Regions from separate parts of the Mus musculus genome. Here region 2 is linked to region 1. The links are chromatin contacts, called in public HiChIP or PLAC-seq maps. All regions are on one chromosome and are shown on one strand. The core of a region is the stretch at or near the end of the contact, and the rest is flanking DNA. Distances in the headings are between cores, read along the strand shown. Region 1 holds the start of Cst3 (cystatin C). Region 2 holds the start of Fam110a (family with sequence similarity 110, member A).

Region 1 (6,800 bases), core at 2,326-4,825:
CATGATCCTTCTAGACTCAGCCCTTAGGCATTTTTGCAGCTGAATTTTGTCAGGGAGTGTGTGCCTTTCCAGGGCACGCTGTAGATCTGGAAGGAGCAGAGTGCCTTCTGCAAAAGGGAACAAAGAGAAACAATCAGTGTGAAGCTACAGCAAAGACAAATACCCACTCCGGGATGATGGAACAAGTGTATGCAATGATGGAAGCTAAACCCTTCTCCCTTCTGAGTCCCAGGACACTTAGCAGGGTCTGTTCATCCCTATTATTGGATGGTATGTGTCCCCTTTCCTGGTTCCACAAGACCATATTCTTCAGCCCCAGCACAGCTTGTTAAGGAGTAGCCTTTTAAGGTGTGGGAGCCCTAGAGGTCAAGGCAGTGGAAAAGGCTCAGGGCCCATGAGCCCTCCACCTAAGTACTAAGAGGGCCACCAGGAAAGAAGCCCAGGCATAGGACACATCTCTAAAAGTGGCAAAGGTATAGGGAAGGATGATAAGGAAAATGTAGCTATCACCACAACCATGGTGTCACATCCCTGCAGACATGGTAGAAGAGGCACAGAAGACTCCAACCATTAAATAGGTTCTGTTCTCTTTCATGTGGTCTTGGCAGGTGGCTCTGGCTAGGATTAAAAAGAGCCTTTCTCCCCAGCAAGAATACTTGCAGTTGCTTCTAGCTCAGTAGGGATAACTGAACATCAATAGCCCAATTCCCAGGAAAAATTAATTCAGCAATTAATCATGTGCAAATAAACCCCTCCCCTATAGGGATACATATTTGCATTGGCATGAACATACATGTGCCCAACACCTGTATCCATTTATGAATCACCATTATTAACTTTTGCCTGCACGATTGCCCTTAGGCTGATATCAAGTACCTACCCTCATCAGATGGGGCTGGTCATGGAAAGGACAGTCAGTCAAATTTGTCTGGGACTTGGTACATGTAGTTCGGCCCATCTCCACATCCAAAAAATAGTTCACTCCAGCCACGAGCTACAGTGAGAAGAGCAGGATTGAACAGTGCAGTCAAGTGACTTCCACACAGCTGCCTTCCATCACAGACCCGAAGTGTTTACCTAGGACTTATGCCTGGATTCATAGGCAGCCAGAAATCTCACCCACAGACAAGCGCCCCAGGCTCTGTTGGCAATTGTTTTATTCTGAGCAACTCTGACAAGTTGTCATATGTAGCTGACTAAGAGGAGAAGCAGAACACAAAAGGCAGAAGCTAGCACTGACAAACCTTTCTGTGAGTAGGGAAGGCTGTTCTAGGAGCCTAGGTTTGTTCTCTGAGCATAAGCAAAGGCTCTGGGCTGCAGTGTGGGATTAACTCAATTCTGCTGACTGTGGCTCCTCAGGCTCAGACACGACAGCACTGGTGGAGAGCCAGCCATTCCCCATACACAGCCTAGAGAGAACATATTTATTTACCTAGGACTCCTTCCTTTCAGGGACAAGAGGACATGGGATGCTTCACACACGGGGATGTTTCAAGTCAGAGGGAAGAGCACTCTTAAATGATTTCTCCTTCAGAGAGACTCTCCAGAATTTTCTCAAGCATGTCATTTCCCTGTAGGTCTTCCATTTGCAATTTAAGAATAGCACTTATCCCTCTCCCCATAATGGGGCACACCAGATCAACTTGTCAGAAATGGGAAGCACAAACTGAGGGACATAGGTCGGGGTGGAGGGGTACAGGGCTCTGTGTATTGATTGCCCCGCAGGACCAAAAACAGCTCTGGATTTGGGAGAATGTCCTGATTTTCCTACTAGTTAAAGGAGACCTGCAGACCAAAGAACCTACAACTCCTTATACTTTGCTCCATCTGTTGCCACAATTAAGAGGTGCACTGGCCCTCAAGGTCCAAGGCAGCTGGGAAGTGGAGTTTTCTCAAGGTTGATCCCAGCAGCAGGAGAAAAAAATGGAGCAGGATTTAACTCGTTTGTATTTTCAAGAGAAGGTAGAAATGAGCTCTACACACTGGCATACAACTCTTTGTCGTCTAAAACCTGGGCTTCCTTTGGGTCAACTTTGGGGCTTTAGCAGCTCCTGCAGCTAGCTCCTCTGTCAGAGTCTAAGTCTAAGGTAGTCTGTCCATCTACTCAGTGGGTGGAGGGTGATTAGAGCTATCTTGGGGGGTAATTAGCAAAACCCCTGAGGGATATCCCGAGGATATTCCAGGGCCACAAGAAGAGGGAAGCAAGGCTTCTTAGAACAACTAGACAGCACCTTCTGAGAAGACACAAGGGGACCTGCCTGGTGACCTGCACCAACATGACAGCCAAGAAACTCAGACACCAATCTACACAGTTATGTGTCCCTTAAGGATAGAGGCTCCTTCTGAGAAATGTGCCCTGGCCACACTGTGTACAAGCTAATACGGCTGCAGCATCAAGGGGTTGTTTAGCTTTGAGGTTCACCCATCACAAACCGAGTCATGGCTGAAGGGAGCCTGACTGTGTGGTACAGGACTGATCACCACAGCTGTCTGGACCATTCTACAGTGCTACCAAAACAGCAAGGCAGCACAGGCAGTGCTCAGAGAAAAAGACAGGCTGCCAGACTGGATAGAAATGGCCCTTGCTAGCAGAGTCCATAGTGGAGACCAGCAAACTGAGACTTTGAGTGAAGGACCTGAGTGTTCGTGGGTTCCCAATTTTCCAAATGGAATCTTGGGTATGTAGAGAATGCCCTTGTTTTCCGGAAGTGTTGACTCTGAAAGTATACACAAAAATAAGTGACTATAAACACACACCCACGTACACGTGCTCCTGAGTAGAGCAAGGAGATTGGAACATGGCCAAGTGTTTACTGGAAGGATGGGGTGAAATCTGCCGTCTGTCAGAATGAGTTTCAAGTAGCGCGATTAAGTGAAGCCAGATCATTAGCAGTTGACATTGACCCCAGGCGGCTAAGGGAGGTGAGCTCCGCCCAGGGAGCGTTTGACCTACATCCTTAGTACCTTCTCTGGGTGGCCTTTTGGAAACAGAGCTAGGAGGCCCACCCGCTGGGCTCTTCTGAGTTCCAGAATAAACAAAAGATGAATGTTAACACAATGAGTAGACCAGAGAAGAAAGGAAGAGAGAGGACCGCTCCCATAAGAAGCAAAGGTGTTGATTAACAACTGCAGATGCAAACCGCGCCCTAGCTAGGGGTGCCTGGGTGGGAGCGGCCTGGAGACGTCGGGAGAGCAGGGGACAGCAGGGACACGTACCTGCTTACGAGCTCTCACCACCTGTATGGCGCGGCTGTGGTACGCATCGTTGCTGCCCTTGTTGTACTCGCTCACAGCGAAGTCCAACGCTCGCCGCACGCCTTCCTCATTGGCATCTGCCTCCTCCGGGGCTCCCAACATTCGCGGGCCTTGTTTTGGGGTCGCCGCCCAGGCCACGGCCAGGACGGCCAGCAGGAACAGCAAGGAGCGCAGCGGGCTGGCCATGGTTGGCTAGGACAAAGGGATAAAGCTCCAACAAGACTCTGAGTTGGTGCAGAACAGACGCTGCTACTCCGTGCGACTTTTACCCAAATGCGAGCGTTAGGGACCCGCCCGCCTCTCCTGGCTCCTCCTTTTCCGGCGGCCACCCTCCCTTTTCCGTCTGCCCCCTAGCGGGCCCCGCCTCCTCTTCCGAACGGCCCCGCCCTCCCTCTGCTTCAGTCAGCTGCTAGTCTGTTCTTGCCTTGTAGGTCAGATACCTCTTAAAGAGCTGCCAGATTCCCATTCCCTGCTGAGCCTCCCCTCCCCCATCCCTGCCCCGCCTCTCCCTTCCTTCTTCACTCTTAGCTTTCTGTTCTTACCAGTTCCTCTTCTGTGCCCTTTTCCACAGCTTCCCCTTTTACTCCAAGTTCCCTGTTTCATGAAGTGTGGTTTCACCAGAGAAGTTGGTCATTGCTCTCTGGACCCTAAAATGCCAGTGACATCTGAACCCTGTTTCTCCAGAAAGGAAAAGGGCAACGAGTCTTTAATTTCCTGCATCTTCAAAGTTCAGCCTCGATCACTTGATGGAGAGCAGGGTCACTATGTGGGAATGCTCGGAGCAGGGCTATTATTTCATTTTCCTGAAGGCCCTGTCCTAAGATACTTGTCAAAGGAAAATAAATTGATCTTGGGGGAGTGGGGAAGTGTGCAGCATTCTGTGTAACTACTCATTATCCTTAAAGAAACCATCCTAGGCTTCTTCCTAGACCAGGCCACTCTAGGGCCTGGAGATACCACAGGAGGCCAAGCCCCGAATGGATATTGTAACAGGCTGCCCAGTATATCCATCTAAGATGAACCCATGTGTCTTTTATGCTTCCTAGTAGACAGGTTAAAAACTACGGTATGAGGCTGGGTATGATGGCGCATGTATTTAATTCCAGTACATGGAAGGCAGAAGTAGGTAGATCTGTGTTCAAGACCAGCTTGGTCTACATCTCTGGTTCCAGGCCAGCAAGGGCTACACAGTGAAATCTTAGAAGAAAAAGAAGAAGGAGGAGGAGGGGGAGGGGGAGAGGGAGAGGGAGGGGGAGAGGGAGAGGGAGGGAGAGAGGGAGAGGGAGAGGGAGAGGGAGAGGGAGAGGGAGAGGGGGAGGGGGAGGAGGTGGAGGAGGAGGTGGAGGAGGAGGAGGAGGAGGAGGAGGAGGAGGAGGAGGAGGAGGAGGAGGAGGAGAAGACAGGGCTACACAGTGAGACCCTCTTGTTAAAAAACAAACAGACAAATCAGTGATAACAAAACCCAAATATTGAAGTCTTTAATACGTTTTATTTAACCTATCAAATGTAATTTCAATATATAATAATAACTCTTAAGGAAACAGATTATATTCCTTAATGTGTATAGTAATCCTTTAGAGTCTGTGTATATTTGTAACATTTAGGACCAATGTTCACTCAGTCTGACCCCCCTTTCCACATCTGCTAACTGCTGATGCTGGTGGCTATAGTACTGCATAAGGTTTAAGCTTTAAAGTTTAAGGTTTGTGCTAGTGGTAGTATGGGAGGTGATCAATAATTAAGATCAGATGATTATAATGCTCTGTAGAAAGTGAGATAGGGGGAGCAAGAGATGGGTGCCAGTAGATATTAGTTGAAAGATCCCTTTGGGATTCAAACAGTCGAGGAGTTCCACCTAGACCAGGGAGATAGCACCAGTCAGAGGGAATGACCCCTGCTTAGGTGATGAGGTCCAACAGGGCTTTTCTGTTTAGAAACAAGGAACACTGGCAAGGGGTAAGTTTACATAAGCAGGGAAGGGGTAGGGCCAGGACTCTAACTCTGGCAGCTGTGTGGATGCTAGAGGAAGGCTGGGGCTTGAGGGCTATGGGACAAGCTAGTGAGAGGGCAGGCAGCTGAGGATGAACATTCAAGCACAAGGTCTATTCGAGCTGCTCCCCTAAGGGAGCCTCACTGTGGGTCTGTGATTTCCCTCTGATTGGAAGGTTACATAGTTTCCACTGACTTACCAGGAGTGAGGTATTGTTAACATATGACTTATTTTATGTGTATAAAATAATTTCAATGAGTGCACACAAATTCAGCACATGTGGCTGACCTTGTAAAGTTCCCTGGTGCCTTTTTGGTCCGTGTTGGTGCCCACTGGACCCTTGCCAGTCCATCTGTCCCTGGAGGCTCATTTTTCTGTCTATTCTTGGACTTCCTGTAAACATGTAGTGAGAGCAGTGTCTGGCCCTCTGGGGCAGAAGCACCATGAGGTTCCTTTGCACTGTTTCCTTAACCAGATTCTTAGTTCCCTTTCTCTTCAGGTAGAATATATGTTCAAGTGGATACTGTGTAGGCAGACACACCCTCCAGCTCAGGATCAAGCAAGCCCATGCTCACTATGCACCACTGGGAGTAGACAGGATTGAGTTGAGTTCTATGCAGATAGCTGACTTTATTTCTTCTTTCAACCTCACTCTCTTATGTTCTGTACTTGAAAATGCCCCTGTGACAAATGAGCTGGTAGTGAAGGTATCTGGTTTTGAGAGGAACACTGGAAGGTCCTGGGCTCTCAAAGGATACAAAGAAGGATTATATTGGGGGTGGTAGGTACTGGTAACTTAGTGACATCTCTGCTCTGACCTTGGGTCTGAGCTCTGGATTAGACCCTATCAGCAGGAATCTAACAGATACTAACAATGTCACTAATGAGTATTTATGTTAAGGATTAGAATAGGGGACCCTGAGGCATTGCTATAACCTAACCCCACTATGAGTACCAGAGTAATAATGTTTATGCTGCCCTACAAGATAAAGCACCTGCGGCAAGAAAAGCAATTGTCATTTGTAAAGTGGAAATCGTTAAACACCTGTATGTGATATTTTCCTAGATAAATAGAAAAGGGGAGGCAGACTGACAGACAGATAGGAAAGAGGGCTGCATCTGGCCAGGTCTCTCTGAGCAGAATGCTGGGTAGACATTGGATTTTTCTGGGGCTCTAATCTCAGGACCATTGTTTTACAGAGAGTGAGTTGAACCAGGGAGAACCCTCCTTATCCCATCATTTCTCACTAGAAAGAAGGTCCAAGGTGGACTAATGTGGATGGGAGCATGTTGGAGAGAAGTGATATGCATGTTGACCTCTGTGACCATACTGCCTGCCATATCTCTATTATACGGTTGGCTCAGAATTATTTGAGAGAGTAGGTGACCTGTGAGTGGTACCTCTGATCCCCAAGGGTCAGACACTACAGAAGTGTACTTTCAGGAACTGTAAGGACAGCTTCCAGTTAGGTGCAGTAAGAGGTGGAAAGTGAGACAACTCTTGGGTTAAAAAGTCTGCTTATTCTTCATCTAGCTCACTTGGAGGCAGGGCTAG
Region 2 (6,800 bases), core at 2,490-4,989, 3.1 Mb after region 1:
GCCATGATGGCTGTTGGACAGGCAGCTTCCCCCAGAGCCCGGCTCTGGCGAAGGCAGCCACCAGTACACTGCATGGACAGGAGCAGCAGTGTGGTGCGGGTCAGTGGACGAAGCCCTTCCACATAAAAGAAAATGAAGCCAGGCATGGCGGTGCATACCTTAATCCCAGCACTAAGGAGCCTGAGACAGGAGGATCATGAGTTCGAAGCCTGCCTGGGACACACACACACACACACACACACACACACACTCATTCACATGCTATTGATAGAGCGGGTGAATGTATGGAACTATACTCAACATCACTTCATTGAACCATTAAAGGAATACAAATCAAAATCACAGCAACAGTGTCAGCCCCATTAGCACAGATCCTATCCAAAACATACGCTATGCTGTTAAGTGTTGGTGAGGAGGAGCGACCTTAGAACCCCATTCAGTGGCGCCGAGCGTTATAGACACAGCACAGCAGTCCCTTACAGGTTGAGTGGTGATCAGAGAAACACCTAGGACTAAAGACTTCTAAACACTCATCTCAAAGGATCTACAGTGTGCCAGCAGAAACCCTTGCACTGAATCTCCGGCAGCATTAGTCACCACAGCCAAAAGTGCCCACCGACGAGTGAAGGGGTAAAGAAACGTGAAACACACATGTCTGGTCGGTAACTCGGCCTTTAAGAGGGAAAGCTGCCGGCTGCAGCATGAACGGAACTTGAAGGCAGCAGGCTGAGTGCGGTAAGCGGAATCCAGTGAGACAGCGACTGCACTCTTCTGTGTCCACAGAGTCAAAACACCAGGAGCGGGGTAGGGTGGCAGTGCCGGGGAGTCTGAGGGTGGGAAATGACTGGTTATTGGGTATAGAGTTGTGTACTTCAAAGTGGTGACGCTGGGGCCAGAGACATGGCTTGGGGTGAAAGTGTTTGCCATACAAGCCTCGTGATCCGAGTTCAGTCCCCTGAGGATCCAAGTTCAGTGCCACAGTAGAAGGAGAGAACTGACTCCTTTAAGTGTCCTCTCACAAGCCTGCTGCAGGATACGCATCCATGCATTAAAAGCAGCAATCCCCTCACTTCATAGAGTGGACCGAAATCACAGCTCACACTGCTAAAGTTCTCAGCACGGGGCAAGCATTCTAAGCCCAGGCAGCCGTGTGTCCTCTCTTCCCAGTATAAGGTGGGATTTCTAGGGTTGATCATTTTATGCGATTCTGTACCTCCCACCTGCTTCTCTGTCCTTTCAAAGGAAAGCCGGATCAGGCTCCATAGACAGGGAGGCCTTTGGCTGCTGCAGGAGAGGATCAAGAAGGCTCCAGGCAGTGGGGAAGAGGCAGCCCAGCTGTCCAGGTTGGACGCCCTGCTGGGCATTCTCCAGGGCAGGCCAGGTTCCAAGCTATTTCTGGAGTTTTCACTAGGCTCATGCCCTGGCTTGCCCTGGAGTCAGCCTTGCTCAGAGTAGCTCTGTACAAACCTCAAGGAGTTAGGAGTGGGCTGCCATGGGAGGGGCCAGGATGCCTAGGACAGTGAACTCCTGCGTGAACCACTCCAGCACACACTCTCCACTTAACTCAAACTCTGGGGACTCAGTTTGCACCCTGACAAAAATGGGAACAAAGGCAGACTTGCAGTGAAGGAGGAAGAGAAGGAGAGAGGAGAGACAGAAAGACTAACAAGCAAGGCCTTAGGGAAGGGCCTGCCTGACCCAGGATAGGAAGGTGAGGCTTGAATTAGGCCTGTGGCCACACCCACTTCCTGTCCTGCCTAGGCCTGAACTCCACATGCAGTGTTTTACCCCAGCTCAGAAATGTGAAGAAACTTGCCCAAACTCACACAGCCAATGACAAACCCCAGGCAGGGCAGTGACCTCATAACTTTCTGTAGATGTAATCACTATGTCTGTGTCTTCTCAATTAGTTGGCCCACAGTCAGGGTTCAGGATTGCAAAGCGCATCATGCTATGTGTGTAATTCTCACCCAGACCCTTTGCTAGTCATCTATGTTCCTCTTGGTGCCACAAAAGTATCTAAGGAGTTTCGGATTATTTCCCATCAGTCCTTACTGAGGGCCATTCTGCGTCTGTCCAGTTCTTGCTTGCTGCAAATCACTGAAGCACGGAGGCACCTGTCATTTTGCCTAAAGTGAGGTAGCTGGAGGAGAGAGTGTGTGTGTGTGTGCTCATAACAATGCCTATGCTGGCTCTGCTGGCCAGAGTCCACCTGAGTGACACCACCCTATCCTGCTCCACCCCCAGCACAATACACAGCAAATGGCCAACAGATGTTGGCTTTGATCATCTTGATTCTGCAAGTTTCGGCCACCCTGACATTTTTGTGCCTGTGCTAAGCATCTCATTTGCCCGACACATTCCACTGGGGAAGATAATAAACTGCTTAATAAGACACCTCACGCATAATATGGAACAGACGCTACTGAGAAAAACAGGACACTCGGGGAGAGATCAGGCTACAGGAAGCTAGACGACGTGGAAAGAAATGAGGCAGTGGTGTAACTCATCTAGTAGATTGCTCTCTTAGCACAAACCAAGCCCTGGGTTCTATCCCGAAAATGGCACAGAACTGGTGTGCCAGTGGCACATGCTTGTCATCCGAGGAGGCAGATTTAGGAAGACGGAGAGTTCAAGACCAGCCTGGTCATACATAGTAAGATTGAGGCCAGCTTGGGCCATACAAGAGTTGGAGTAGGGAGCATGACACAAAGACAGATGGACAAGCACAGCTCCCCCAGAGCCAGAATGAGGCTCAGAGGAAGAGTAGTTCCCTTCATAAGAGATCCTCCATCGAGTCGGTGATTCCCTGTGTCAAGGACTGAAGACTTCTGCATAGTTAAGTCTGTGCCTTTGAGCAACAGCCTCAACTTCACAGAACCTCAGATTCCCCACCTACGAAACGAGATCAACAACAGGGGGGTAGGTAAGAGTCCAGCCTAAATTAGATGCTCTACTTGGGAGGGTCTGACCCTGCACCCAACTCTCAAGTCCAGTTCCAGCAACTCTGGCTTAGAGGTACCACACACACACACACACACACACACACACATCCACATGACTTCCAAGGCCTTTGGATCCGCAGTCCTAGGGACTCAACCCTGCCCTGCAGTCCTAGGGACTCAACCCAGGGAGGCCCTCTGAGAGGGCAGCACTGGGAACTGGGACTCTGTAGAACCCTGTAAGGCAGAAAAGTTGCGAATGGGGAGGGAATGGTATATGTCCTGAAGGGGAACTCCAAGGGCCGGTAGGGCACGGGTAGCCTAGCCCTGGGATCCCCTGAGCCACGTCTTCCCAATAAGCCCCTTAAAGAGTAACCCGCGGGGTTCCTCTGATCGGCCAGGAGCGGGAACTGCAGAGTGGGAAAGGGAAACAGCCTGGATCCTTTGCTGGCCCCCTGGGCTGGACACTAGACACGAACTCTCCTCTGTCGACCCCCTGTACTGAGACTCTTGCCCGGGTTAATGCGTGGGCACTGCCCCGGGACCCTCCGCCTCCTACCCCCATGCTCACCTGCAGCCCACGTCCAGAGGAATCCCGCTCCTCGCCGGCTGCCGAGGCTGACAGCTGGTGGTCCCTGCAGACCTGAGAAGGCTACTACGTGTGAAGACCGGCGAGCTCTTCCGAGTGGGACGCCCTGGCTGTCCCACGATTCCCTCCGGGAGAACGTCCCTGGGGCCCCAGAGGAAAGGGAAGTGAGCCCGCCGTCCCCGTTGCTGCAATGGTTCGCCCCGGACTTCCTGATTGGCCCGTCGCTTCCGTTCGAACGGCGCGCCACCCGGGTTGCCAGGCAACATCAGGAGCCGCAGATGCAGCAGGGCGACTGCTGCCCGGAGCCCAGCTGGCCGCTTGGCCTTCCGGCTGCCCAGGCCTTGGCAGACCTTTCTTCTCTTCCAGCTGGACTTCCTCGGTCTCCAGCTGCAAGAGTTACTAGTCCCAAATTTGTTTGCTTGGTTTTGCACAGGCACTAGTACCAATATTTTTGGGGTTTTGAGGCAGGGCCTTCACACATAACTAGCCTAGCCCAGGCTGGCCACAACCTCCTTAGTACTAGGATTATAGGTCTATGCCATACCTAGCTTTCTCTCCCTTCACTTTTTTCTTTGGAGGCAGGGTCTCACCAAGTTGCCCAGGCTGACTCGGAATTCATGCGTTTTGCCCAAGTAGTCCTCACACTTGCTGCCTGACTTAAGTCTCCCCATGAGTTGGTACTAAGTGACCACCCCCCAAACTAGGCCCTACTTCCAACTCAGCAGCTACCTCTCTGTGTGTTTACCCACAATCCTCTCTCCCTCTCTGTTCCCCTAACCTGAAATGGCAAGTCAATCCTCAAACGGGCACACCCGTAGCTCCCACTGTGCTTATCAAAACCAGATCAATTATAGACGTCGATCCTGGGAAAGAAGCTGAATCGAGCTTTCTACATAATTCTTGTCAGGACTCATGACCCAGCTCTGAGGTACCTACCTTCAACGCCGCTTTCCAGCTGGGAATACCATGCATTAACTTACAACGATTAGATTAAACGACATTTAAGAACAATGGGAGAATGCTAAGGAAGTGTCATGTTTTAAGCATACTTCAAAACTCTCTGTACAGCATAGATAGATATTAAATACATAACCATACTATTTAAATAAACATAGCCTATTTACAATAACAAACAGCAACTAATTCCTTTACACTTAAAAGATAATACTTTTATTCATTCATTGAGAATTTAATACATAAACACAGTGTATTTTAGTCGTATTTACCGCACTCTCTCCCCTTAACTCCTCCTACACCCACCCTCTCTTCCTCCTGTTTTTGTTTTTTTAAAAGGCACCAAGTCTAATCTGCTGCAACCCTTTAAAAAACTGACTTTCCTTCCCCCAGAAACATTCAGCTATAACTAACTAGCTCCTCCAGTGGGGGCTCATAGCCTCTCCCCTCTCTGTACTGAAATGTTAACTGGCTTGATCATGTACAGACAACCACAGCTGCTGTGGTTTGCCGGCGCAGTGGCCCTGAAGTGCCCACAAGAGTCTGTTTTACTCTGGTCCTCTCTGACCTCTGGCTCTTACAGTCTTTCCGTCCTGATTTGATACATATTTCACACCGGTGGCAGAGCCCTCCACAGACTCTTATTCCCAGCCCCTCGACCAGTTGTGCTGTCCATGGCACAGAAAACCTTCTCTGATGGCGTCTGTAAGCTGCATTAGTTTTATGGATATAGAGTGAATTTAGAAGGCAGTTTGATAGTGTGACCATTTAGCAAATAATAGCAGTAGGTTCACCCTGGGACCAGTAGGCTCCCTAACCATGGGTTCTTGGCCAGATTTGCAATACCAGACATGCACATCCTCCTGTGGAACAAGCTGTAAGTCCAACCAAAACGCTGTTGGCTACCACGAAAGCATTTGTGCCTTGCTGGTCACTATTGCAGTTCAGAGGATTCACATCTGGGTAAGACTGCTGACATCTCTTCTCTCCCAGCAGCCTACACTGCACCTCTGGCTCTGTGAAAGCTAACCTGCAGGAAAGATGCTGCCTCTCAGCACTTAGCTTCTTATTCATACTTCTGTGACATTTGCAAATTTCCAAGTCTTGAACTGTCACAGAATTTTTTAAACTTTTGTTTGTATGTGTGTGTGTGATGCATTCATACATGTGTATTGCAGGATATTTGATCACACTGTGAACCCCCAGACTGTGTTAGTTACTGAAAAAAAAAATCTGTCTCTAGTTGTGGTGTGGCTCAGCCCTTAGCACACACCTTTAATGCCAAACAACAAAGGTGAAGTTAGTTTGTAGAAGGAAGCATCGATGTTTGAAAGTGATGTCTAGTTGAGCGGCAGATAAAGTGATGAATCAGAGAAAGATTTGACAGAATAGGATATGCCCAACTCTCAGGAGAAGAGAGAGGACAGGGAAGATACTTGGGGGCATTGCAGAGAGAGGAAGGAGGCAGTTTGACCAGGACAGTTGTACGGAGACAGGTTAAAGAGAGAACAAGCTAGACACAGATGGAGATAGATACAATGAGCCAGAGAATAAAAAGGAGCCAAAGATTAGAACAGATTTCTAGAATTAACATGAGGCCAAGCTAAGCAATTCAGGAGAGAGAGGGGGAGAGAGAGAGGGAGGGAGAGAGAGAGAGAGAGAGAGAGAGAGAGAGAGAGAGAGAGAGAGAATGAATCAGTCAACTTAGAGAGAAATTTGAGCCAGAACAGCTGAGTTAACCAGCCAGCCAGAGTTAAGAAGGAACAAGAAAGGGTGAGCTTATTCAACAGCAAGTCTCAGGCTGAAAACATTCTAGGCCTAGATAAGATTGTTCAAAGGCTAGAAGCTTTTGGGACTATGCCTAGGTTAGCAGATAGAGACAGTAATCCTCTCAGATAATTACTACATGAGAATAAAAGTTATATTTACACACGTGTGTTTAGGACATGTGTACACAGAGACTAGAAGAGGAATTTGGGTATCCTGTTCTCTGTGTCTCTGTCTCTGTCTCTGTCTCTGTCTCTGTCTCTCTCTCTCCAGGCTCTCTCTATGTAGCCCTGGCTTTCCCAGAGCCTGTTATATAGATCAGACACACAGATGGCCTCTTACCTCTGCCTTACTCTCTTTTGATTTTAGTTTATGTTTTTGCATTTTCTCCTGGGGGCAGGGAAGTGCACTCACCAGTGTGCATGCACAGGTAAAGGACAACGTATAGAAATCAGTTCTCTCCTTCTATCTTGTAGGTTCTAGGGATCTAAGCCTGGTCATCCACCTGGCCCTCTCCATCCTGTTCTCTTGAGATAAGACATCTCATT

The links. HiChIP or PLAC-seq counts read pairs in DNA pulled down with a chosen protein or histone mark.
Region 2: a contact with region 1 is called in an H3K27ac HiChIP or PLAC-seq map of bone marrow-derived dendritic cells, with 8 times the contacts expected there. The contact joins the promoter of Fam110a here to the promoter of Cst3 in region 1. A contact is called at or near these places in 4 of 39 promoter capture datasets (cranial neural crest, frontonasal cranial neural crest, maxillary cranial neural crest and 1 more) and 1 of 115 datasets of contacts at active chromatin or transcription factors (bone marrow-derived dendritic cells).

Annotation. Positions count from the first base shown.
Region 1 is chr2:148,871,937-148,878,736 of GRCm38.p6, forward strand. Cst3 (cystatin C) reads right to left here and starts at 3,576. Exons shown (of 3, transcript NM_009976.4): 1 at 3,217-3,576; 2 at 881-994; 3 at 1-107. The coding sequence starts at 3,441. The coding sequence ends at 24.
Region 2 is chr2:151,976,480-151,983,279 of GRCm38.p6, forward strand. Fam110a (family with sequence similarity 110, member A) reads right to left here and starts at 3,740. Exons shown (of 2, transcript NM_146127.3): 1 at 3,514-3,740.